5 separate regions of the Mus musculus genome follow, and all the other regions are linked to region 4. The links are chromatin contacts, called in public HiCAR-type maps. All regions are on one chromosome and are shown on one strand. The core of a region is the stretch at or near the end of the contact, and the rest is flanking DNA. Distances in the headings are between cores, read along the strand shown. Region 1 holds the start of Cep85l (centrosomal protein 85-like). Region 2 holds the start of Sim1 (single-minded family bHLH transcription factor 1). Region 3 holds the start of Asf1a (anti-silencing function 1A histone chaperone). Region 4 holds the start of Dcbld1 (discoidin, CUB and LCCL domain containing 1). Region 5 holds the start of Ascc3 (activating signal cointegrator 1 complex subunit 3).

Evidence for each region. HiCAR-type assays count read pairs that join an accessible place to other places.
Region 1: a contact with region 4 is called in a HiCAR-type map of astrocytes, with 3 times the contacts expected there. The contact joins the promoter of Cep85l here to the promoter of Dcbld1 in region 4. A contact is called at or near these places in 1 of 39 promoter capture datasets (pre-B cells) and 2 of 115 datasets of contacts at active chromatin or transcription factors (astrocytes and pro-B cells).
Region 2: a HiCAR-type map of astrocytes shows a contact between it and region 4, with 2.0 times the contacts expected there. The contact joins the promoter of Sim1 here to the promoter of Dcbld1 in region 4. A contact is called at or near these places in 3 of 39 promoter capture datasets (cranial neural crest, liver and pre-B cells) and 1 of 115 datasets of contacts at active chromatin or transcription factors (astrocytes).
Region 3: a HiCAR-type map of astrocytes shows a contact between it and region 4, with 4 times the contacts expected there. The contact joins the promoter of Asf1a here to the promoter of Dcbld1 in region 4. A contact is called at or near these places in 2 of 39 promoter capture datasets (liver and pre-B cells), 1 of 484 Hi-C or Micro-C datasets (cardiomyocytes) and 2 of 115 datasets of contacts at active chromatin or transcription factors (astrocytes and large pre-B cells).
Region 5: a contact with region 4 is called in a HiCAR-type map of astrocytes, with 2.0 times the contacts expected there. The contact joins the promoter of Ascc3 here to the promoter of Dcbld1 in region 4. A contact is called at or near these places in 3 of 39 promoter capture datasets (cranial neural crest, liver and pre-B cells), 1 of 484 Hi-C or Micro-C datasets (LSK cells) and 1 of 115 datasets of contacts at active chromatin or transcription factors (astrocytes).

The regions. Positions count from the first base shown.
Region 1 is chr10:53,378,081-53,382,663 of GRCm38.p6, reverse strand. Cep85l (centrosomal protein 85-like) reads left to right here and starts at 2,781. Exons shown (of 13, transcript NM_001204983.2): 1 at 2,781-3,155. The coding sequence starts at 3,083. It overlaps Gm46225 (a long non-coding RNA gene), which reads left to right. Exons shown (of 3, transcript XR_001779770.2): 2 at 1,095-1,202; 3 at 1,940-2,078.
Region 2 is chr10:50,892,629-50,897,195 of GRCm38.p6, reverse strand. Sim1 (single-minded family bHLH transcription factor 1) reads right to left here and starts at 1,545. Exons shown (of 11, transcript NM_011376.3): 1 at 1,125-1,545. The coding sequence starts at 1,299. A230054N11Rik (a long non-coding RNA gene) reads left to right here and starts at 2,662. Exons shown (of 2, transcript XR_871640.2): 1 at 2,662-4,116.
Region 3 is chr10:53,594,751-53,599,203 of GRCm38.p6, reverse strand. It overlaps Asf1a (anti-silencing function 1A histone chaperone), which reads right to left and starts at 2,243. Exons shown (of 4, transcript NM_025541.3): 1 at 1,906-2,243. The coding sequence starts at 2,014. All of the region lies in intron 7 of Mcm9 (minichromosome maintenance 9 homologous recombination repair factor), which reads left to right.
Region 4 is chr10:52,231,542-52,235,843 of GRCm38.p6, reverse strand. It overlaps Dcbld1 (discoidin, CUB and LCCL domain containing 1), which reads right to left and starts at 2,225. Exons shown (of 11, transcript NM_025705.4): 1 at 2,009-2,225. The coding sequence starts at 2,093.
Region 5 is chr10:50,591,316-50,596,070 of GRCm38.p6, reverse strand. Ascc3 (activating signal cointegrator 1 complex subunit 3) reads right to left here and starts at 3,402. Exons shown (of 42, transcript NM_198007.2): 1 at 3,174-3,402.

The DNA.
Region 1 (4,583 bases), core at 1,532-4,031, 1.1 Mb before region 4:
GAAATTCCCACAGCAAATCTTCAAGATAGTGGTCTCTGTTACAATCCCAAATTATACGTAAGGAAATTAAAGCACACACTGTTCATGCTGTAATAGGCAGGCCACTTCTCTTCTGCTTACTATAGGATGAATGAGTTCTATGTGTTAGGAACCAAATAACATTTTCAAATCCAGCTTAGAAAAGTGTTCTTAGTTTTCATTGTTGAATGATCATTTGAGTCAATAACAATGTAAACAAAATTTGATAACTTGTGATTTCTCTTGTGGGAAAGCTTACAAATTATGTCATTGATATGAACTTGACACACCAGACATTTCTAGTTATAAAAATTTTAGACTTCATCCATACATCTTTGTCAATATTCTGGTAATCATTTTTGAGGAACTGTTGCAATTATTTTTTGTTGACAGTTTTTCCTATATATTATTCATCTTGTTTCATAAAATATATAGTTTTGCAAATTGAATAGATATTGACATTTACATTATGAGATTTTTATGATAGTATTAAAAAATCACCTTTACCCATTGTTATAACCTTTTTCAGCTTTCTTGCTGCTTGTCCAAACTGATAAGTTTGAATAAGGAAAAAGAAGTAAGAAAATCCAATGTGCCTCAAGGAAAAAAAAAAGTAAAGGAAATCAGAGTGCTCAACCCAAGATTCGAACCAACCTTATGAATGCACCATTTATCTTTCATCTAAAAGATCTCTTACTAGTTTATGTGCATGTGTTGGGCTGTATGAACAGGTGCCCCATGGTGCAGAGGCAAGAAGAGGGCATCAGAACTGGAGTTATAAGTGATTGTGAGCTGCCCTGTGTGGGTGTTAGGAATTTAATCCCAGTTCTTAACTGCTGAGCCACCTGTCCAGCACCAATGTCTTTATAAAATAATTTTTTCTTTAAAAATTTCACGCAATGGTTTTTGATTATATTCATCCCCACTCTTCCCCCTAACTCCTACCAGATGTACTCAATAATGTCTTTAACATTTTTTAAAAAAAGAAATTTGTTGGGTATTAATTTCATTTTTAAATATTTACCTATGTCTTCATTTTCCTCCTTCTTTCCTTTATTTTTCCTCTTCTTTCCTAGACAAGGCTTCATTATGTAGTTCAGGCTAGCCTTAAACTCTTCATGTTGTAATCCAGGTTTCAATTGGATTCCTGGTTTATTGGTTTCCATCAAGTGCTGGGATTGCAGGTATGTACTACTATGCTGTGCAAACATTTAATCATTTATATGAAAGTAAAGAATTGCATCTATCTCATTAGCATACAGAGTGTTTTCATCTTTAATGAATGGTAAATTTGTATATGTAATAAATAATTTATTAAAATAAATTTATAATATAAGCAAACATTTGCCTTGAACACCATTTTATTTATCTAGTCATCCAGTGTTGTATAAAAGTTTCTTGGACAAAAGGGGTTATGAGGTTGTGAGTTTTAAATGTTTAAGAATCTCTAAGCGACCGGAACCTTTCTTTCCTTCTTACTCCCTCCCTCCCTTTCTTTCTTTCTTCCTTCCTTCCTTCCTTCCTTCCTTCCTTCCTTCCTTCCTTCCTTCCTCTCTCTCTCTCTCTCTCTCTCTTTCTTTCTTTCTTTCTTTCTTTCTTTCTTTCTTTCTTTCTTTCTTTCTTTCTTTCTCCTTTTTCTTTCTTTCTAGAAAGCACAGAGGAGGCTAAAGCAGGAGAACCAGGAGTTTGAGGGCAGCCTGGGTTACACATCAAGTTTCCAGCGAATTTGGGCTTTTTGTTAAACTACAAATTATGAAAAGATGTATTTGTAGATATAGTATTTTTACTTTCGATATTTTTCTTTGTGGAACTGTTAATGTTTTTTTCCCCATCCTTTTCAACTGTCAATAAATAATTAGATACATTTTAGATCAGATAAAGAGCCATCTCGTTATATTTTCATATTTCTGTCACCTTCTAGCATCAGAATCATTTGACGGTTGACCAACATCTGAAGATTTGGAGAAATATCTGCAGATCTACAGGAAGGAGACTAGATGTATAACCACGGTTTGGTACATTTCAGCAAATGTGGTGAGTTATAGCACACATTTTTAAATGTAAGCCTCACAAGCTTTAAGTAGTATTTTACTTGAGGATACATCAATATTAAGCTTTTGTTAGCAGTTTCCACATTAGGAAAAACATCACTGGACTCAAAGCCTAAGGAACTTATCGTCTGGGTTACTTCTGATTGGCATGCTGAGACTGCCTCCTTGTACAGTGGTTGACAGTGTTTAGTTTGTATCTAAATATTCAAATGATTATATTGCCAACAAGAGTAATTGCAAGAGGATGCTGTATTCCTTTGTCTTTTCTCAGGATGTCTGTTCCTAGGAAGGGTGGGAAATAAAGTGGAGCAGATGTGGGAGGCAGGGATGTCCTCTTTTCTATTCCCACCGTGATCCATAACCGGTGCTTGTGGAACGCATGACAACAATTTTAATTCTGATCTCCATTCTGAGTCAGATGGCTAGCCCCACAGCCCCTTGAAGCGGTTGCAGGGACAACTCGCACCTTTTATAACAACTGTGCCCCTAGAAAGCACGTATAGGAAGACAGGGTTTGGGATTAAATTATGGACCCTCTCTCAGCTTGAAGGTAACAGGATGGAGAAGTAGGGAGCGGCTTCAGGATGATCACCCGCATGCTGTTAGCAATAGGTTTTTGGTTCGCCAAGAGTCCCAGGCCCCGCCTTGAGGCCCCGCCCTCTGGGCCCCGCCCCCAGCCCCATCCAGGCCCCGCCTGTCCTGGCCCGGCCCGCTGCCTAAGGTTCTGCCGGGCGGAGGGGGCTGAGAGAAGCCGCAGCTGCAGATTCGCTTTGAGCCCCGGAGCCTGCGATCGCGCCGCCGTCACCGGGGAGCTACTAGCTTCCCCGGCCCGGGCCTCAGCGCAGCCGGCTGGGCCATGGCAGCCGCCGCGCTCCGGGGCCGTCGCTGAACAGCCGTTAAGCCCCCCGCCCGGGTCCGGTCCGCGCTGCCGAGGCCCAGGCTCCGCTCAAGTTTCCGCCCAGAAGCCGAGGCGACCGCGGGCCCCGAGCTCCAGGCTCGCCCGCTCGCCCGCTATGTGGGGCCGTTTCCTGGCCCCGGAGGCTGGCGGCCGGGACAGCCCCAGCGGGGCCCGCAGCTTCCCTGCGGGTAAGGAGGACTGCGGGCGGGTGGGGTGACGGCCGCCAGGGCTTCTCCGGAGTCCGCGCCCTAAGGCCTGCGACCCCCGCGGGGTGACAACTCGGCTCTTCTGGGCCGCTCGGCCGGGCTTTGTTGTCCCTCGTGTGGTGTGCGTGGCTGCCCCACGCGGGACGCGGGCGGGAAGGTCGCTGCAGTGTCGCCCGCAGCCACTGCTCCAGAGAAGCTGCTGAGGACTTGGTCGCCGATTGAGACCCCCGAGGGGGCGGCAGCTCTTAGAAAGCAGGTCGCATGGCTGCCAGGGCTCTCCTGGGTCCCATCAGAGCCCAGCCGCCTTCGAAACGGGGCTCAGGGAAACTGGGGGGTTGCAGCTTTGCGGTGGTGGTTGTAGGGACTGTTAGAATCAGACAACCATTTCATGCCTGCATCACCCAGAAGTTGTGTAGGAGCCACTGAATTATAAATCTTCCCCTAACGTGGAATAGAACAAGAAGAGTTGGCTTGACCATGACAAGTTATCTAATGATGACAGTCTAAAGGGCTCTTTAATCTGAACTGAATCATGAACCCCTTTGAAAAGCTGAAAGATACATAAATTTTTTTCCTTCTCCCCCCCACCCCCCAAGAGAAAAGGGCTACTTATTTGTACGCAGAATTTCTCCTAAAAATTTAGGTATTTTGGGGACCCATGGGTGGTAACCCTGTTCTACAAAGTGTTAGAACTTGACTTGTGTAACTTAGAGGCAGTTGTGTACCTTTTGCAAAACTGTTCGAAAAGAAGCATTTTGTAGGAGTCCTTTTGTGGTATTCTCTGCCTTTTTGAAGATACCATGCAGGCACATTGCTACTGAAATTTTGAACAATGAAATTCTGTGACAGTTTAAATTCTAAACTATCAGTAGTTCTCAACCTCCCTAATGCTGCGAACTTTAAAAGTTCCTCATGTTGTGATGTCCCCAAACCATAAAATTATTTTCATTGCCACTTCATAACTGTAATGTTTGCTATTGTTATGAATTGTAATGGACGTAGTTGAAATGTGACTCTCATGAGGTCATTTGACGTCAAGGGGTCGCGCGACCCAGAGGTTGAAAACCATTGGTTTAGAACTGTAATGTCTGTATGTCTGTCTCTATGTGTGTGTGTATATAATGTATATAATGTATATATATATGTATGTATATATGTCTCTTACACCTTATTCTTTTATACCCTCCCATAATAGTTTTAGAATAGAGATTAGAATAGCTGTGAATTTAGTAACAATATATGCAGGGAATTACTTTCTAAAATATTTACTGGTTGCCTTCAAGAGTAGACAGACATTTAGAGGTTTCTGATGCTTACCCAGTTGTTGTGGGGCCTGGCCTGGAAGTGGCTTTAGTGATGGAGAAGGTACTCATCCCTGGGGGCCAAAGAGAGTGATTTCCAGCTATCCAT
Region 2 (4,567 bases), core at 296-2,795, 1.3 Mb after region 4:
TTTTGCAAGTTTTGAACAAACACCAAGTGAAGGAAAACTTCATTCCCAGCAAAAACTAGCCCCCCCCATCAAAAAATAAGATCCCTCAAACACCCAAAACCAACAACAGGTCAAAAAGAAGTTCTCATTTGTCTCATTTGTAAATAAACAAACTTCTTTCTCTAGAAGTTTTGTTTGTCTAGTAATCATTCTTTTACATTCTTAAAACTTCCTCCCCTAACAAAATATTTTTCTATTCTGTTTGTTATTTGGTTGAGGAAGGGTGAGCAAATGGGAGATCAAAGAGCTCCTTCCCTGGAGAGTATTCACGTTTCCTACTAAGTAGATATGAGTTCACACAAGACTATGCTCTGGGAAGTCCGCTCTTCCTCTCACAATGAGTATTAGTAACTGAAATTCCAACTTACAATCCTATCTGCTGCTGGTATTCTAACTTCTAGGCCCTATGAGAGTTTGTCTCGATTTGTCAGCCACCACTGAGGATACATTTCTGTCTGCTCTACTTTCCTCAAATCTTGACTATTTTGAGACAAATTTATGATTTTACAGATAACGCCAAGGCCAGAAATGCAACTCACAAAGCTCCGATTTAAGAATCTCTGGACATCTTAAAAAATGAGAACCAATTTACTATAAACAGCCAAGAGACTGGCGGAGTCCAGGCATACTGTTCGCACACACACGCCTGCCCTCGCGGAATTGTGGCCCTTTTGATAAATTATTATCTAGCTTACCTAGCACTATGTTTATACATCTAATCTATACCTAGCAAAAATAAGCAATTGGGCAGTACTCCTGATTTCTATTGGATACATGTCTGACTAGAGGAACAAAAAGGAAAGTCATGTTTGGATTAGCCGTGCTTTCAACTGAGCCAAATGTTGATAAAAGCACTATTGGGTTATTTCCCAACCAAATATATCGAATGTGTTGGAGAGAGAAATACGGGGAAGAAGAGAAAGACTAAGAAAGGCAGGGAAAGCCCTTTGGCGCTGACTGATCAAATAGCTTGGTTAAATTTCCCTTTTCAGAGAATGTAACCCACGCCGGTAAACACAAGTACATTTCTGTGCTGCTGGGGTAGGTTTACTCCTTCGAAATTCAATCTAGGCACAGACGCTTACCTTCTGGAAAGACCACTCTCATTTTGAGATAGCTGGTCGTGAGTCTGATGATGGATGCTTTGTCCAGTTGGGAGGTGATGGCTGAGGGTAAAGGCAGTAATTTAGCCAGTTCATAAAATTCACTGTTTTCTTTCTCCCTCCTCGTTCGGGCAGCATTTTTAGACTTTTCTTTCATCGTGTCTCGGGCTCCCTTTCTTCTTACAACGTAAACTCCACAGACTCATCCAAAACCAAAAGTTAACTTTCAATTAGAGATCACACTCGGTAAAAACATAACTTTAAACAGGAGGCTGAAGTTTGCTCCGGGAAGACACGAATGATGGACAGGGCAATGCGGCAAACAAAATACTTTCTTGAAAACGTGAGGTGTAAGTATAAAAGAAAGCTGCTGGTTCACGGCAAATCCGGGCAATCCTTTGGGACTCTAAGTATAAAATGCTGGAAGGACTCCCGAGGAGCCAACCTTTTCATCTGATCCGCGGTAAGAACCCGGGTCCTTGGGAAATCGACATAATAATACCCGACGTTTGTTTTCCAACTCCTCTGGTTCTGAGCTGGTTTGTAGGAAACAGGAATCGCGGGTAACTTCTTTCAGATCACTACGAAGACAAGAACACCAAGGAATAAGACATCTGTGGCTAAACTCAAACCCACTATAATTCAGCCAACCGGGCCCCAAAGGGCCTCTGCGCTCATACTCTGCTCGTCACAGCCCTGGGTATTTAAAACTTGGGCAGGTCGGTCCCGGGACAGGCTGGGCTTCCGCTCGCCGCGGCCGGGATGTAGCACCGACGGCTAAATGCGCGTCTGCGGAGAGCTCGGCCGGCCGTGCGCGCCAAGCCAGGCTATCCAGCCGTGCAGAATTCCTCCACTGCCCCGGACTCCGGCTGCCTCTCCCCGGCGGGGTTCACGTCTGAGGGGTTCCTGGAGAAGTGCTGCTTATGCATCAAACCCCCGGGGACTCCCGCAGTTGCACACAGGGCACCGCAGCGCAGAGTTAACAGGTGGCACGCGCGACAGCCCCTCGTAGGCATCACCTGGAGCTCTTGGCTCCTCACCTACCTTACGTCCTCGAGAGCCGCGGAGGCTGCTAAGGCTCCCGCCCCCTAACTGCTTTCAAGCCTGCGCGCTTGCGGAGCCTCAGCGGCAGCCTCCCGGCTGTCACCCGCAGCCCGCAGAGTGTGCCTGGGCCACCTTCCCATGGGCATGAATGGGGGAGGGGTAGGTAGCAGCGGGAGGAGAACACAGGCTGGGGACAGGAGAGGTGTTTTCCGAGTCCGAGTCCTCCGTAGTGTTGGGAGCCGGTACTGTTCCTAATTGGGAGCCCAAAGCGCCCCCCTGTAACTTCTTTATAGCTTACCGGGTTTAGCTTCAACTTCGCTCCCAGGTTCCCTTTCTCCCGCCCTTCTCAAACGCCACTCACAAATTTTCTCTCTTCCTATTGGTCATAGGCAACCAAGACGCGGCGCTCATTGGCCAATCGGGGTGAGTGACGAGCATGCTCCCTGCTCCTCCTCCCCCCCCCCCCCCACGCGACTGGGCTCGCGGCTCGGGTCCTACAGTGAGCCTGGCAGCTCCGCTCCTAATGAGCCCCGGGCGCGGGGTCGCCGCTGCCCCGCTGCCGCCGCCGCTCCAAACCCCGAGGTCTTCGGCGTGCCGAGTGACACTCGCGCTCCCTAGACTCGGGTGTCTGCGCACAGCGTGCGGCCTTGCGGGGGCTGGCTAGCCGAGGCTCCAGGAACGCGTGCGAATAGCATCCCAGACAGTGGCCAGGATTTCCCCACGGCTGCGCGCCTCACGCCTGCAGGACTGGGTGAGGGAGAACGACGCTGGACTTATTTTTTATCCTGACACCACTGTGACAAAATTCATCGCTAGATGAAATAAATGCCCGCCTTTATTCCAAAAAGGGCAACGTTTTCGAAATGATTCGGGTTTGTGACTGATGCAAGATGACTAGGTCTGCTGGGCAGTTTCCTATGGGAACCAGCTAGTGGGTAGTCAGTCAGAAGAAGGATGTGATAGAAGAAGCCTAGAGTGTTGGAACAACTGACATATTAGACGTCTTACAGAGTTATTATCTAAACTGTTGGGCAACTCTGCGGACTTTATTTCGAGAAACAAAAAGACCAGCACGAATATTCCTTCTAGAGAGGACACAATAACTGAGTGAACCTGTAACGTTCCCCAACAGTTCTCAGACGAACTGTTCTCAAAGTACTGTTTCTGGGGAAAACTCTAGTTTAGAGACCCTCCTGTTCTAAGCGCTTTCTCTTCCAGTCATCTCATCAGAGGGCAGCAGATCGCGATGAAAAAAAGGCTAAGTTTCCCTTAAGACAATGAAAGCTTACAGACTTCATCCCGGGCCTTAGAAATCAGCAGTGCACCAGAAACCAAGCGCCCTGCTCCTCCTTTTGCCTCTGAGAAAATAATTTCTTTGAAGAGTCGTGTGCCATCCTGATACATGGCTCACCTTTAAGAATGTTCATTGAAAAATAAGACATCTGTCTCCTCCTTGATCCCCCGCCTCCCAATGGCAGTAAGGACATTGGGAGCTCCTAGGACAATGGGAAACATTCTGGGGGTATGGGGAATAATTACACATCCGAGCGGCACCTGGAAAAAGGAAAGGAAAAGAACTAAACTAAGACTGTGTAGGTGTTTCAAAACTGGAACCACCTAACAGGGTTATAATCCAGAAAGGAGTGGTTTCCTCAGTGGTTGTGGCCACTTAGAGGCCTAACTCTGGGTGGGCTCTATCGTAGTCCATCTAATGATACACTGTCCGTGGGAGGTAGAGGTATCCTGTGGCTCTCATCAAGACTCCAAAAAGACCAGATAACATCAAGTTTCTTATTGGGGTGGTGGTGGTAATTGTGGTAGTGACAGCGGCGGCGGCGGTAGCAGCGGTGAATGAAAAACCTTTCGTGACTCCCTTTTCCAATAAACTGCACAGAACTGAGGATGAGAGCAGCCACAAAACTAAACAGTGGTAGGTACCTTAAGGTTAAGCAGTGGTTTTCTGTTCCGACTGTGCCCTGGACAGGATTTGTGCAGCCTGCCTTTACTTCACACCCCATCTCTACTTCAAACGAAGCGCAGGCTGTGGAAGTGCCTCTCTGGGATCTGAAACCTGATCCTACCTTCTGTGGGGGTTGGTGGAGAAGTCTGCGGCGCAAGTCAGGCTTTTCCAGCAGATGCCTTTGAAGAGGTACTGGGCATTTTGCCTCAGTGCAAAGACAGACAAAATGAAGGTGGAAGTCGTGAGGACAAAACATCTGTATAAGGATCCCGACAAGTTCCTCCCCCAGAGGCTCTGCTGTTCACCAAGCCAGGAGACCTTCTTTAATATAGTTAATGCCTGGCCGAGAGGTGACCGCCCCTCGCTAAATCTTCAGCAGATAACTAGCAGAGCTTCCTTTACTGAAATACTGAATTAGCCA
Region 3 (4,453 bases), core at 994-3,493, 1.4 Mb before region 4:
AGAGGAATTTCTACGTTGATCAGTAACTTAACAAGTCACAGTACAACAAAAGTATGGGCCCTAGAAACGAGCTTCTGCAGGGTAAATCAACGCCCATCTCCTTGCTCCACAGAGCCTCTAGATGGAGTAGACAGGAATGGCACCTTTGTCAAGGGTTCCTCTGCAGCTTTGGAATGACTCAGCTTAAAATACCTTAAAATAATGGTGCGCTGGTTTTGAATTGTACTAGAGGAAGGCATATTCTTGACTTGAGTAATAACACTGTTGTGAAAGGATCCCTGTTTAACATGGAACCCTGTTTGGTTTCTGTGGGTGGCTGGTTTCGAACTATCCAGTGTAATGACTCTGTAACAATATCCTAGAGCCTATCTTCCTCATACAATGTGGACCTAAAATGGAAGCCATCATATGAGAAACACCTGTAGTGTAAAGAACTTCTAATGCCTCGAACACTGCACTGAGTTAGGATGGACTCAGCCATGATCTTACTTTATATTTGATCATTTGTATATAAATTGGCAGTTTGAAAAAGAAAATTAAAATCAGTGTTGGGGTTGGAAATAGGTCTGATGTGGAAATGCTGTTACATTTCAAATGGAAAACACCCTTACACTTACATTAATCATCACAGTCTATTCAGAGACTACTATATTTTAATGTTTAGTCAATCTTCAAAATATGTCCCACTCACTAAATGTATGCACGTTATAATTTACATACGTATTAAAAACAGCAGGGTACGTTTTAAGTGATGGTTAGCCAAAGGAGTGAAGAGAAGGGGCTGTGACTTCCTTTTTACAATTTTTAAAGGTTTATTGCAATGGTTTTTATAATTAAAGTTAACATTCTACATGAAGTACATTGAAGAGATTATAAACTTTTAAATTAAAAGAGAAATTCTTTTCGTCATGATTAGGATAATACAAGGCATTTTGTCGAAATACTTTCAAGTCCCAAGATGTCCTCCTAGTTAACTAAAATTTAACACCAATGAAGTTAAACTTTTTGTTTCAAATGTTGAAAATGAAGCATTGATTTTAATAAAATCTAAGAAAAGCGTTAAGAAGCCATATTTTAGCTTTCTAAGTTCTGTATTACCTCACTATTTCGCATTTTTTAAACCGTAAAATGTACTTCAGAAAGGATTTTGCCTTCTATCTCCCAGCTAACGTTTGCATTTTCTCCATCTGCTTGGACGTGGAGTTATTTTAATTGCTTCTTCTTCACACGTTCTGGAGAAAGTCTTTCAGACTTTCTAAACGCCAGAGAAGTGCCTGGAATTGGTTAAGCACCCTGCTTCTGCTCTAGGGTGCCATGGAACTTCCCAGCCCCTCACCATTTCTCTCCGAGAGGTCTCTGTCCCCGGGGAGAGGCGGCGCACAGCATCCCGGGCGCCCGCGGAGAGCACGGCCGCCCCCCGGGAGCCAGGCGCCGAGGGGCCGAGCCCAGCGCCCGCCTTCCGCGCTGGTTGGTGGAGGGAGCCGGAGAGCGGCGCGAGGACAGCCTCGGCGGGGCTCGGGCGGGAAGGCGCGGGCCCGCTCGCCCCCGGCGGTCCGGAGCAGGCGTCGTGCCGCCGGGTAAGATGGCTCCGCTTCCCACCGGCCCAGCTTGCTCCCCACCGGGCCGTGGGGCCCTGGGGCCGCCGAGGCCGCACGACCCCCCGCCAGCGCCGCGCGAGCCGGGGGCCGCCGAGCGCCGCCCGCCGCAGACAAAGCTGACAACATGGCTCCCTCCGCCCGGCAAGTTGCTCGCAAGTTGCGGCGCGGCCGGCGTCCCTCAACTTCAAGTTTCCCTCGCATGGCCGCCCTCCCGCCGGCCGCCGGCCGCGGCCCACCCCGCGCGAGGCCGGGCCGGGAAACTTTAACGTCCGCCGCCGCAACTGACAGCCCGGCGCCACTCGCTCACCTTCAGACAGGTCCTCGATGCACTCGAAGGTGATCTCGAACTGGAACGGGTTGTAGAAAGGCGACGGGTTATCCAGCACCACTACATTGTTCACCTGAACCTTTGCCATATTTTGAAGAAAACACAAACAATGGGGCCGGGGCTGGCGGCACCACCGAGTCCCGCGCGCGGCCGCTCCGAGAGCGCAGACCCCCGCCCCGGCGCGGCGCGGCCCGACGTCGTGCAGCTGCGACTTGAGAAACTTTTTTTTCCTTTTTATTTACACGGCGGCACTCCACGGTGTTTTGCAGCTTTCCTATTTCACTAAACTACAGCCCATTCTGCCCTGATAACTAGCAGCGTTGCCCGCGATTGGCTGCCCCCGAGCTCTGACCCTCCTCCTCCAGCGAGGGCCGCGGCGGCGAGCAAGATGGGCTCCCGCTCGCAGAACGGACGGGAAACTTTCACTGCGGCTCCACCTGCTGGTGCGGACCAGGACAAAGGCGCAGAACAAAGTGAGTGGAATAGGGGCTGGGAGGCCCGCGCGGAGGCCGCCGGCGGCGGGGGAGGGGCGACGCAGGCCCCGCCCCCGCCCGGCGGGGCCGCGCCACACGTCGGGCGTGGCCGCGGCGGGACGGAGGGGGCGGGACCCGTGGGGTGGGCGGGGCCGGCGGTGGAAGCAGGAGGGCGCGAGGCGGCCCCGTGTGTGTGCGCAGCATGGGCCTTGGGGTTTTTCGGGTTTTCTTCCAGCCTTTAACGCTTCCCCCACCAGTGCCGGCGGCTTTGCTGGCTCTGCTGGATTTAGCAGATAAGGTGTGCTTTGCAGCCCTTGTCAGGCCCAACTAGCTGTCTGTGCTTCTCGCAATCGTAATGGTAGAGAATAGGGAGAAGGGCTGGTTGCAGTGGGAATAAATTGCATTTTTATAGCCCATGTCAGCTCGAAAGGAGCAAGCCATTTTGGAATTCAAGTTCTTGGCCACGACAGTGCGGTGAAATAGATACAAAATGAGGGCGGGGTGATTTTACACACACACACGCAGGCTAGAAAAAAAATATGCGATCTTCAGCTGCATGTTGGATTTCTTCCCATTTAATAACTGAAAAGATGTAAAACAAAACAAAAAAAAAGAAATAAAAGGGGGAAAACGTGATCAGTTACAGCGAGGCTTCTGTTGTTGGGGGGGCACAGAGAAAGAAGTCAAAAGTCGAGAAAATGGAAGTGTCTGAAGGCCAAAGGACAACAAATGTATTTTTGGTGGAATATGAGAAAGGAGAAAGCACAGATAACATGCCATTTGCTCTTCAAGGCATTTATAACAAACATTCATAAGTGAAAAAGTGCAGCACACCAATTCTGAGGAGACCTTCCATGCCTGTGACGCCTGTGAGACCATTTCAAGGCTGACTGGAGGAAAAGTTGCTTGTTTATGGTACTTAGCCACTGTGGGTAGACTAGGAAACAGGAAACGGAAACCTAACACCTTTGTGAATGTGAACTGATTCTTTTTACTGTGGAGGTGTTACTCATAAACCATTGGGTTCTTTTCTTTTTCCTTATAAATGAAACTACTAAACTATTCAATAAAATCCGGAGTGAAAATTATGTCTTAGTATTAATCTGCAAGTGAAGTTTCTGCTAGTGTGCAGAATTTAATTAATCTTCCTTGGACAGGTTGAGACTCAACTGGATTGCTGTGGATGATCTGTCCTTGTCCGAAGACCTTTAGTTATCATGAAGCAGGGCCTTCCATGTTTAAGGAGATTAAAGTGGGGAGAGAGCCACTTTTATTGTCAGTACGCTGGGCAATCGGTGTCCATCAGTTCAGTCACCATTGTTTTTGTGCATCAGAGTAAAAGTCACACTGTGGTAGTAGGCAAGATGACCATGGCTGGTAAATAATACACGTAGCTCTTATTAACCCTAGTTTTACATGATGTTAGCCAAGATAAAGGAAGCAGTGAGGTTGTAATATGCAGTTATGGCAGGCACCCTGGAGATTCCAACTGACTTATCAATGTGCTCTTATGTGCTTTTTACATGCTTCTTGCTGTTAGACCAGAAGTGTGTTATAAACTATAGAAGACTCATTTCTAGTGGATGTACATACACACACACACACACACACAAGCATGTATGTATCAGGGATTGCTTGTTTGTTTGTTTTTTGTCTCTTGTTTTTTTTTTTTAAGTGCCGTATATAACAGTATTTGGAGGAGGGATCTTCCCATTTTCCAAGCGCTATCTCCAGCACTCTCATCTTGCCCCTCTATGTTATTACTGCTCATCAAAAAATTTTAAGAAAAAACTTGGTCCAATAATTTTTTCACCATGAACAATATTTTTGGAAACCTACCCCTTCCTCCCCAAAAACCCCTTAGAAGCACTGTACCATGTTTCTAAGTAAACTGACAGCTTTAGGAACGATGATGTATACCACGCTGACTCAGTCAGAACAATGTCTAGGTGACTCCCCAGCAGAAAACCATACTATAACTAATGGGTCAAAACGGAGAGGCTCCACAGAAGGATCAGAGACCTCAAATCACTACTTTCTACTTTGGGTACTAC
Region 4 (4,302 bases), core at 976-3,475:
AGTGAGTGCTCATTTATTTTAAAGTCCCCAATACATAGGATGTTCCACGCTAAACCTAATGGCAGCACCGTCCATCAGTCAAAGGCAACAAGGTCTAAAATCTGAAGCTGGCTAAGAATCTAAACAACCATCTTCTGAAGTCCTCCCTTAGCCCAGGCTAGCCTTTTCACGTGGTGGACCTGCTGTGAGGCGGACTCACAGACTACAAAGCCAAGCGCCTTTCCACCACTACAATACCATCTTCAGAGGCTGAGGAAAGAGCATCAGGCATCCAGGCTAAACAGAGAGTTTGAAGCAGGAAGTCTGCAAAAGATCCTGTCTCAAACAAATAAACAAAAAGCAAGGAAGGAATATAGAAAGGAAAAAAAAATAATAATGAGCTGTGGCAGTTAAGAGACGCTATAGCTCCTGCAGAGGACCGGAGTTCAGTTCTGAGCATCCAAAGCAGGTGGTCACAACTGATTCTAGTCACAGGGGGCTTCTGGGCACTCACATGCCCATACCCACATTCCAAAACATAATCTAAAACAAAGTAAAAAAAAAAAAAAAAACCTTTAAGAATAGGCAGAAGCCAGAAACAAAACAACCAACTGAGCTGGATACAGTGGCACTCCCAGCACTTGGGAAGCATGAAGAGGTTTGCTATGAATTCAAGAGTGGTGTCTCAAACCGCAAATATTAATAATAACAAGAAATTCAATAAAAATATGTAAAATGGGGTTGCAAGGATGTCTCAGAGGTTAAAAGCACATACTGTTCTTTCAGGCTCACTTCTGCCTGTAGCTGCAGGTCCAAGAGACTAGTTGCTTATGGTCTCGGTGGGTATCTGCACTCAACGTGTACATCTCAACCCACACACAAATACACATCACTAAAACTAAATTTTCTTTAAAACCCACACCAAATAAATGTAGAATGTTACAGTTTCAAATATCGACTTGAGAAAGTGTCTTCAGTTATTAAGACATCCAATGACTGGAATATAGTTTGGTTGTTGAAAGGCTTGCCTTGCACAAGTTCCCGAGCGCCGCCAAAACTCAAACAAAACAGCATGTTTATAAAGCATTCATAAAACCTTACACAGTGCAATTCTAACACACGTTAGACTGTGTTACCGTAACTCTAAACAAAATAACTTCACTTTTTTTTAATGCTATCAACTTGCTGAATGTTTGGGTGAACGAATACATTGTTCAATGAAAAAAAAAAAATCCAGCGATGAGTTTAGCTTCGATTTCTGTTCCCCCAGAAAGCATAGCGGGGGCGGGGGCGGTATTCAAGTATTCTGCATAAACTCACTGCCATTAATTAACCCCAGTTACAGAGGAGCAAAGGCAGGAGGAGAGGAACAAAACCCGAAAAGGGTGGGGGGTGGGGGGGAGAACCCACAGAAAGGTGGCTCGTCCTATCCAAGGAGAACTAATTAAAGCAGATTAATGGAGTAGGGCCATGTAGGGCTGGGAAACCAGTTTCCTGCCTTAATCTGGTGGTCTGAGAGAAAATTCGGTGGCGCTGGAAGCCAAAGATCAGCTACCGAGGAAAAGCAGCCTGGGCCGCAGTCGACTCGCTCAAATACCCTTGAGGGACCAGAGTCGCAAGGTTCCAACTCCGATCACCACCGGACACGCGTGAGGCAACGGGGGCCCTGTTTGCAGTCGGCTCCGGGGCAGCCTCGCAGAAGAACCCCCTCTTGCAGGCAGAGACTAGGAGCTGGCGGGGCAACGCCGGGCGAGCACCCGGGGCCAGGCCACTCGCACCCGCCGGGAAGGGTCGGGAAATCTGGGAACTAAGTGGCCGGCCGGGCGGGGACACCGCGAAGGCAGCCGGGGAACAGGCGCCAAGCTGCCGGGCTCGTTTATGGGGGGGAAGGAAAGAGTATCGGGGCGCGATCCGAAATGCACCCTCTGACTTCAATCCATCCCCCGCCTGGCGGAGACCGCCCGCCTCTCGCCAGGCTCCCCCGAGGCCCACAACACAGCCCTCCCGGAGCCCCGAGTCCCCCACTCACCCAGCTCCTCCGCCTGCAACCGGAGCGGAGCACACACGGCGAACAGCAGCGCCAGGACACTCGGCCCACCAGCCCCGGTCCCCATGGTCCCGCCGGACTCCAGACCCGCAGGATCGGCCTCCCGGCCCGGCTCTACACTGCCGCTGCCCGCCTAGGGCAGCCTCCTTCGCGGCCCGGCCCGGCGCGGCGCGGGCACACGGCACAGATCCCTCTGGGCGGCCCGCGCCCGCGAGAGGGCGTGTCCTCCCCGCCCTGCCCCGCCCCGCCCCGCCCCCTCCCCGGGGTGATCAGCCGCACCACCGGTCTCCCAAGGGGGGCGCCCAGTTTCCCCCTCACCCCACCCCGCCCCCGCGCCACCTGCCCGGATTCACTAGAAAATGAAAATCAAAAATTCACCTGGCACGCAGGCTCGCCAGAGCCCGGGGGTTCACCGAGACTCCGCCCCTCTGGCAGTTTGTCAGCTCTACCCTAGAGCTGGTCTGCCAAGGCTATGCAAGGCATCTGAAATCTGATGGGATGATGGCAGTTCAAGTCCATTCATTCATTCATTCATTCATTCTCTCTCTCTCTCCATCTCTCTCTCTCTCTCTCTTCATTCATTCCGTTGTTTAACTCAACTTTCTACGCGGCTGGGTGCTTAAATTCACTCGGCATTTGCAGAGCTTAGAAATAATCGCTCACTACAAACTGCAGTCTGTAACATGGACAGTATATTTGGAGCACATTTGGAGAGATCTAATTGGATGGTGAAAAGGCAGCTGGGAGCAAAGCGAGAGTAAAAGACAGAGAGCTGAGTTCGTGCCCAGGTTGTTCAGAGGATTAAAGGGCGGGAAGGGGCCAGTTGGAGCTGAAGCTCAGTAGACAGGTGGGTGCCTGGCCAGATGTGGGAAAAGACGTGCAGAGTAGGACCAGTAAGAGATATGTAAACTGCAGAGTCCCCAGAGCAGTCTGGAAAACTTCAGACTGAGCAATGTTTGAGGCGCTCTCTGAGGTGGTGGGAAAGTCTTGAGATTAGGTTCGATGGACCGCGGAGGAGTTTAGAGCCCATTACTGGGTCGTTCAATTGGAGTCCTGGTCGTCAAATTGAACAGAGAAACGGTTAATACTCGTTTTAAGGACTGTCACCTTTAGGTCCCCCCCGTGACTTTCCTCTGCGTGGCCACAACCTTAGCTCTAACTCACACACCACCTCGTGGCCTCTGGGAATTATTACATCTAGAGTGCGTCGGGGTGGGGTGGTCTCGGCAGCTGAGGAAGATCAGACCCTCCAAGGCCAAGTGACCTTTGGAATTTTCTCCAACTCCAAGCCTAAGCTGACAGGTAGGATAACTTTTTGCCTTAAAAATGTTTTGTTGTTTTGAGATTGAGGTTTATCGTCTGTGTTCTGAGGGCTTCTCTTGTCTTCCTGGCTGGTATTGAGTAGTTTGCTAAGTAGCCGGAGGCTGACCTTGGAACTCCTGAACCTTCTTCCCCCACCTCTGAGATAGGGGAATACAGGCAGGCCTTCATATCCTGCCTGGTTTACACTTTAACTTTTGAGATTCCAAGTGTGATTTGGCAGTGGACTTTGCACCTTCCTTTATGGCAACCTCAGAGGAAAGACTTACAGCTTTCCAACTGAGCCTTTCTTAGATCTGAGTGTAGAGCCAGTCTCTGACTGGGACACATTCGCTTGCCTTCATGTTAACTCTTCCCCAGTTGTCATAGAGAGGAAATAAATATGTATATGTCCTGGCTGGTTTTGTGTCAACTTGACACAGCTGGAGTTATCACAGAGAAAGGAGCTTCAGTTGAGGAAATGCCTCCATGAGATCCAACTGGAAGGCATCTTCTCAATTAGTGATCAAGGGGGAAAGGCCCCTTGTGGGTGGGACCATCTCTGGGCTGGTAGTCTTGGCTTCCATAAGAAAGCAGGCTGAGCAAGCCAGGAGAAACAAGCAAGCCAGCAAAGAACATCCCTCCATGGCCTCTGCATCAGCTCCTGCTTCCTGACCTGCTTGAGTTCCAGTCCTGACTTCTTTCAGTGATGAACAGCAGTATGGAAGTGTAAGCCGAATAAACCCTTTCCTCCCCCAACTTGCTTCTTGGTCATGATGTTTGTGCAGGAATAGAAACCCTGACTAAGACAGTATATAAAGATCGGGAGTGTAAAGGATGTACTTAAACAGTAGGCTTATCTTCAAATCAAAAGTAAATATACTTTTATGAAAATACTGAGTATCTTCATACACACCGTAAAAATTTACCTCAATAAGGAAACATTTGCTAGCTTCACCTTCTTTTCTTTCAAAAAA
Region 5 (4,755 bases), core at 2,153-4,652, 1.6 Mb after region 4:
GCTCCCAGACTGAGGCTGTTAGATTTTAGAATATCTGCATGTAAAAAATGAAATAGGTTTGTCAATGATGGTCCGTCCCACAATTAAACAAAGTTAATTTATGCTTTATAGTAAAGTCCCAGATTGATTTTACTCAATATTTTTAATAATTTTGCCGATAATGTGCAACTTTCTACTTTTGATGTCAAGTCAGTTATAAAAGCTCCAAATACCAGGTTCTGTATAGCAAAGAAACTGTCAGCACAGCACAGACAACCCACAGAACAGGTCTTTACCAGTTGTACTTCAGAAAAGGGGTTAATATTCAGAATTTACAAAGAATTACAAAATTAAATACCAAGGAAATAACAGATGGGCTAAAGAACTGAACAGTGTTCAAAAAGAGAAACACCAATGACCAAGTTAGTTTAAAAGTCTTCAACATTTTAGTATTTTAAGAGCCAATGGGAAAATTCAAACTAAAACTTTAAGATAACACCAGTCAGAATACTGGTCATCAAGAAGTTTGATAACAAATGTTGGAGAGAATGTGGAGACAGGAACCCTTATTCACAGATGGTAGATATGCAAATTAATAGAGGCATTATGGGAATCCACTGGAAAGTCATCAAAAATATAACTAACATATGACCTATTTTACTCCTGGGTATCCCTGAAGAACTCCCAGTTATACCATATAGATAATTGTAACCCCATGTTTACTACTTTTTTTAATTAACTATAAAAAGAACACAGAACCAACCTTATTGTCCATCCACAAATGAAAATCGCTGTGTATGTGTGTGTGTATATATACACACACATACATATATACACTCACACACACATACATATACATAAGTATACATATATCTATACACACACACACACACACACATATATATGTATACATTCACACACACACACACACACACACACACACACATATATATGGCAATACTCAGAACTTATTCTCAACCTGTGGGTCACAACTCTTTGAAGGGTAACATATCAGCCTGAGTATCAGATATTTACATAACGATTCATAACAGTAGCAAAATTATAGTTATGAGGTAGCAACGGAATAATTTTATGATTGAGGGTCACCACATCATGAGGAGCTGTACTAAAGGGTTGCTGCATTAGGAAGGTTGAGAACCACTGGCTTAGAATGACCCATAGTGATGTCATATTATCTCAGAAAGAAAGAGAAACATGTCTTCTCTTATACTAAGCTACTAGCTTAGTGCCTCCCTCCTCCCTATCTCCCCTGAGTGTGTGTGTGTGTGTGTGTGTGTGTGTGTACAAATGTAAACATGCGTTCGGTGAACATATATAGAAGATTTAATATTAGGTGATAAAGGAGAAATGAAATCAAGTAATAGACATTGTAGAGCTTTTTTTCCATTTTAATTGTTATTTTTTTCATTTTTTGTGGGGAATAAGTGAGTTAAAATATATGTGCTAGTGAAAATGTAAAATTCAACGTAAAGCTCTACAGTTTCAGAATTCTCTAACTGTATAATACCTCCGTTGAGGTGGAGACTTCAGATATGGCTCATTGTTCCTCATGACATTTATTTACAAGTTCTTTGTAATGAAGTTTTGGGAGTACTTCATATTTTGGGTTTTCAGATTTGGAATTCTCAGATTCCTTATTGTCTCCTCTGTAATTCTTCATTTATTTCTGGAGATGTTCATGAGCTAAAATTTTAACTGCGCATACTCACTTTCTCAAAGTTGAAAACTGTACTTATACAAACTATCCTCAAGAAAGATGTATTAGAGTAAAAAGTTTATTCTGTTACCATATAGGCTCTTTATAAAAATGTTTTGTATGTAGACTTTCTATATCCTATGCCAGACATGAGGTATCAATACAACCAATGTAAATACTAGAAAAAAATGAAAACGCTTCCAGCCAGAAATTTGTTTCCAATTATTAATTTAAACATCCCTTCTAAAAGAGTGTTTGCTAGTTAACTATACAAAGTTCTGTGAGAACAGGGACTTTCTATGTCCTACACCTCCCACAGTGCTAGGGAATGAATGAAGAGTGAACAAATGAATGAATTAATGAATGAACCAAGTTTTTTAGAAAAAATTATTCAACAAGGATCAAGAAAACTAAGTCTTGCAAAATTAATTCACTCATGTAAATAACACTAAGCTACACTTAACTGACATCTCTATGAATATTTTAATGCAACACAGTATTATCTTTGTGGATGGCTTACTTATGCAGTGGGTTTCATAGAATAAAGTAATCCTTTTTTTTTTTTAGGTTTTTTTTTTTTTTTTTTTTTGAGGCAGTGTAGCCCTGGCTGTCCTAGACCAGGCTGGCCTCGAACTCAGAAATCCGCCTGCCTCTGCCTCCCAAGTGCTGGGATTAAAGGCGTGCGCCATCACGCCCGGCGCAACACCAGTATTATAATCGTCATGACGTGAAAAACTAAATACAAAACATGAGCTAGAGCACGTCCAGCCTAGACTCAGAAGCGGAATTTGAGAACAATCAAACTCAGAAAACAAACGTTTCAGCTTATGAATCTGAAAAGGGGGTAGATATAGTTGACTGTTCTAATTTTTATCCAGGAACAACAACAACAACAACAACAACAACAACAACAAAAACCACACCACAGGTAGCAATTAGACTGCACTTGTGATGCATATCAAACTCAGTAGACTGAACTTCTTTCTTTTAAAGGTAAAGGAAATTACAGCATCCTACCAAGAACCACTTCATCTACCCCCTTAGCATAGACACTTCTTTATTTAAAAAAAAAAAAAAATACATTCTAGAGTCCTCCGATTGTTAAATTCACCCACTGCCCTGAACTCCAGGACCCAAAGCACTCGCTCCTCTGTGTTGTGGGGGAAACCCAACCCAACAGATGTAGGCGAAGAACGACGTTGCTAGGAATGTGTAATATAAATAAGGGGAGAGGGAGGAGAAAAACAGGTTAAGCCTAGAACAGAAAATTTTTCATCTTGTGGCCATTCTGTCCTTACACGTGGGCAATCGCGCTGGAGTTTTCACCCCAACCCCCACCTACAAACTTAGGTGAGCCGGGACGCCCAGCCGAGGGATGACAGCTCGGTCCACCCGCGCTCTTCCGGACTCTGAGACCAGCCCCGCCCCGCCGCACACTCGGGCTCCGCCACCCGCGCCCTCCCTCTCCCTAGCTCACCTCAGCCCCGCCGCCACGCGCGCCTCCGGCCTCCTGGAGGTTTGCTTCCTCTTCTCACTCCGGCGGAGCGGAGCGGAGGGCTGCGCCCCGACCTCCTCCGCAGCACACGCGGGCCGGCGGGGGTCGCTCGCTGTCACGCCTTAGCGCGCGAGGGCTGCCCAGCTGGCACTGACCCACAAACCCACACACCCGCGCCGAGCGACGGAGGGGCGGGGCGGGCGCCGGCCATACGTCACCGACCGCGACGCCAACGTCGCCACGTCAGCACCCGGCCGCCCTCGGCCCCGCCCATGCGGGGGTTGGCGTCGGGTGGCGTACACGCTAGCAAGTTTCAGCTCAGTTTTAGTGGTCCGACTCTTGGTTCCCTCCGGCCGACTCCCTAATCCCCGCTTGGTTCTGATAATGGCACCGAGTAATTAATTCCTATTGAAGGCAGAAACCAGTGAGTCACAGTCCCGTGGTTACTAGATGGTTCCGCCCACCTGCTCTAGGCTCAAGTTTCGATTTCCCTGAGTTTCATTATTCTCCACTTTGTACTTCTGAAGTTGTTTCTGACCTTCGAAACAAAACATCTGACGATAGCCTGGTGCGACTGGCAAATTTAGAAAAGCTAGCCTAAAAAAACTGCATTGTTGTTAAGTTTGAACTGATGAGCGAGGATACAGATGTGGTATGCATTGTCATCCTACCCTTTCAGCCCATTCTTCCCGAGACAGTTGTCCTAAAACTCACCAGAACCCTGTTTTATAGAAGCAGCATTGGTTGAATAATAAACATAACTTGCCAAACCCACTGGAAGTTCTGTATACCAGACTGAGGTAAGAAGACCTCAATAGCGATAGAAGCATTTCAGAAATTAAAATGAGATAACGCAGATGAAAAGAATCATGAAGTATTAATGAAACTTGGTAAGATTCACTAAGAGGAAAAGTTACTGGACTGTCAGCAATATGAAAGACCCATCTGGTGATAAAGGTTTGTCTGGTATGACCTGAACTTTATGAGGAAAACAAACAAAAACCCTTCACATTCTGAGAGTCCCTTCTAATACAATCCAAGGAACTAAATGCACTGTAGAAGCAATATATGACCATCACAGTCTCTACATTTCTCTAAGTTCCCAGTCTCTACATTTTCTAAGTAGATGCTGAATGCTTACATAATAGGGATTTGGGGGGAGGGAGACGCATTTTAGGAGAATTACTGGCTGGTTTTGCTAAAAGTTAGTCCAGTCGCATGTAGCCTTTCAAGCGTTTACAGTCTAACTCATTTTATCACCAAACTACAACTGGTGATCCCAAAGACTCTTGGTCTCACTAGAGAAAGAATTCTAGGAGAGATACAGAAGAGACTTAAGCAAAAGCAAATTCATTATAGTAAAAAAGCAGAGGCAGATATTCCCAAGTGGGAAGGCCACCTGAGAATCCAAGCAGAGGTGATGTGAGTGGCATAGAAATATTTTGCTAATCTGAGATACATAATTGTGGAATTTTCAGAAACAGAGAGAGCATTTCCATGAAGCAGGCAGGGAAGGAAGAGGGGTTTGATCAAACATAGAATTATAGTACCAAGATTGCAATTT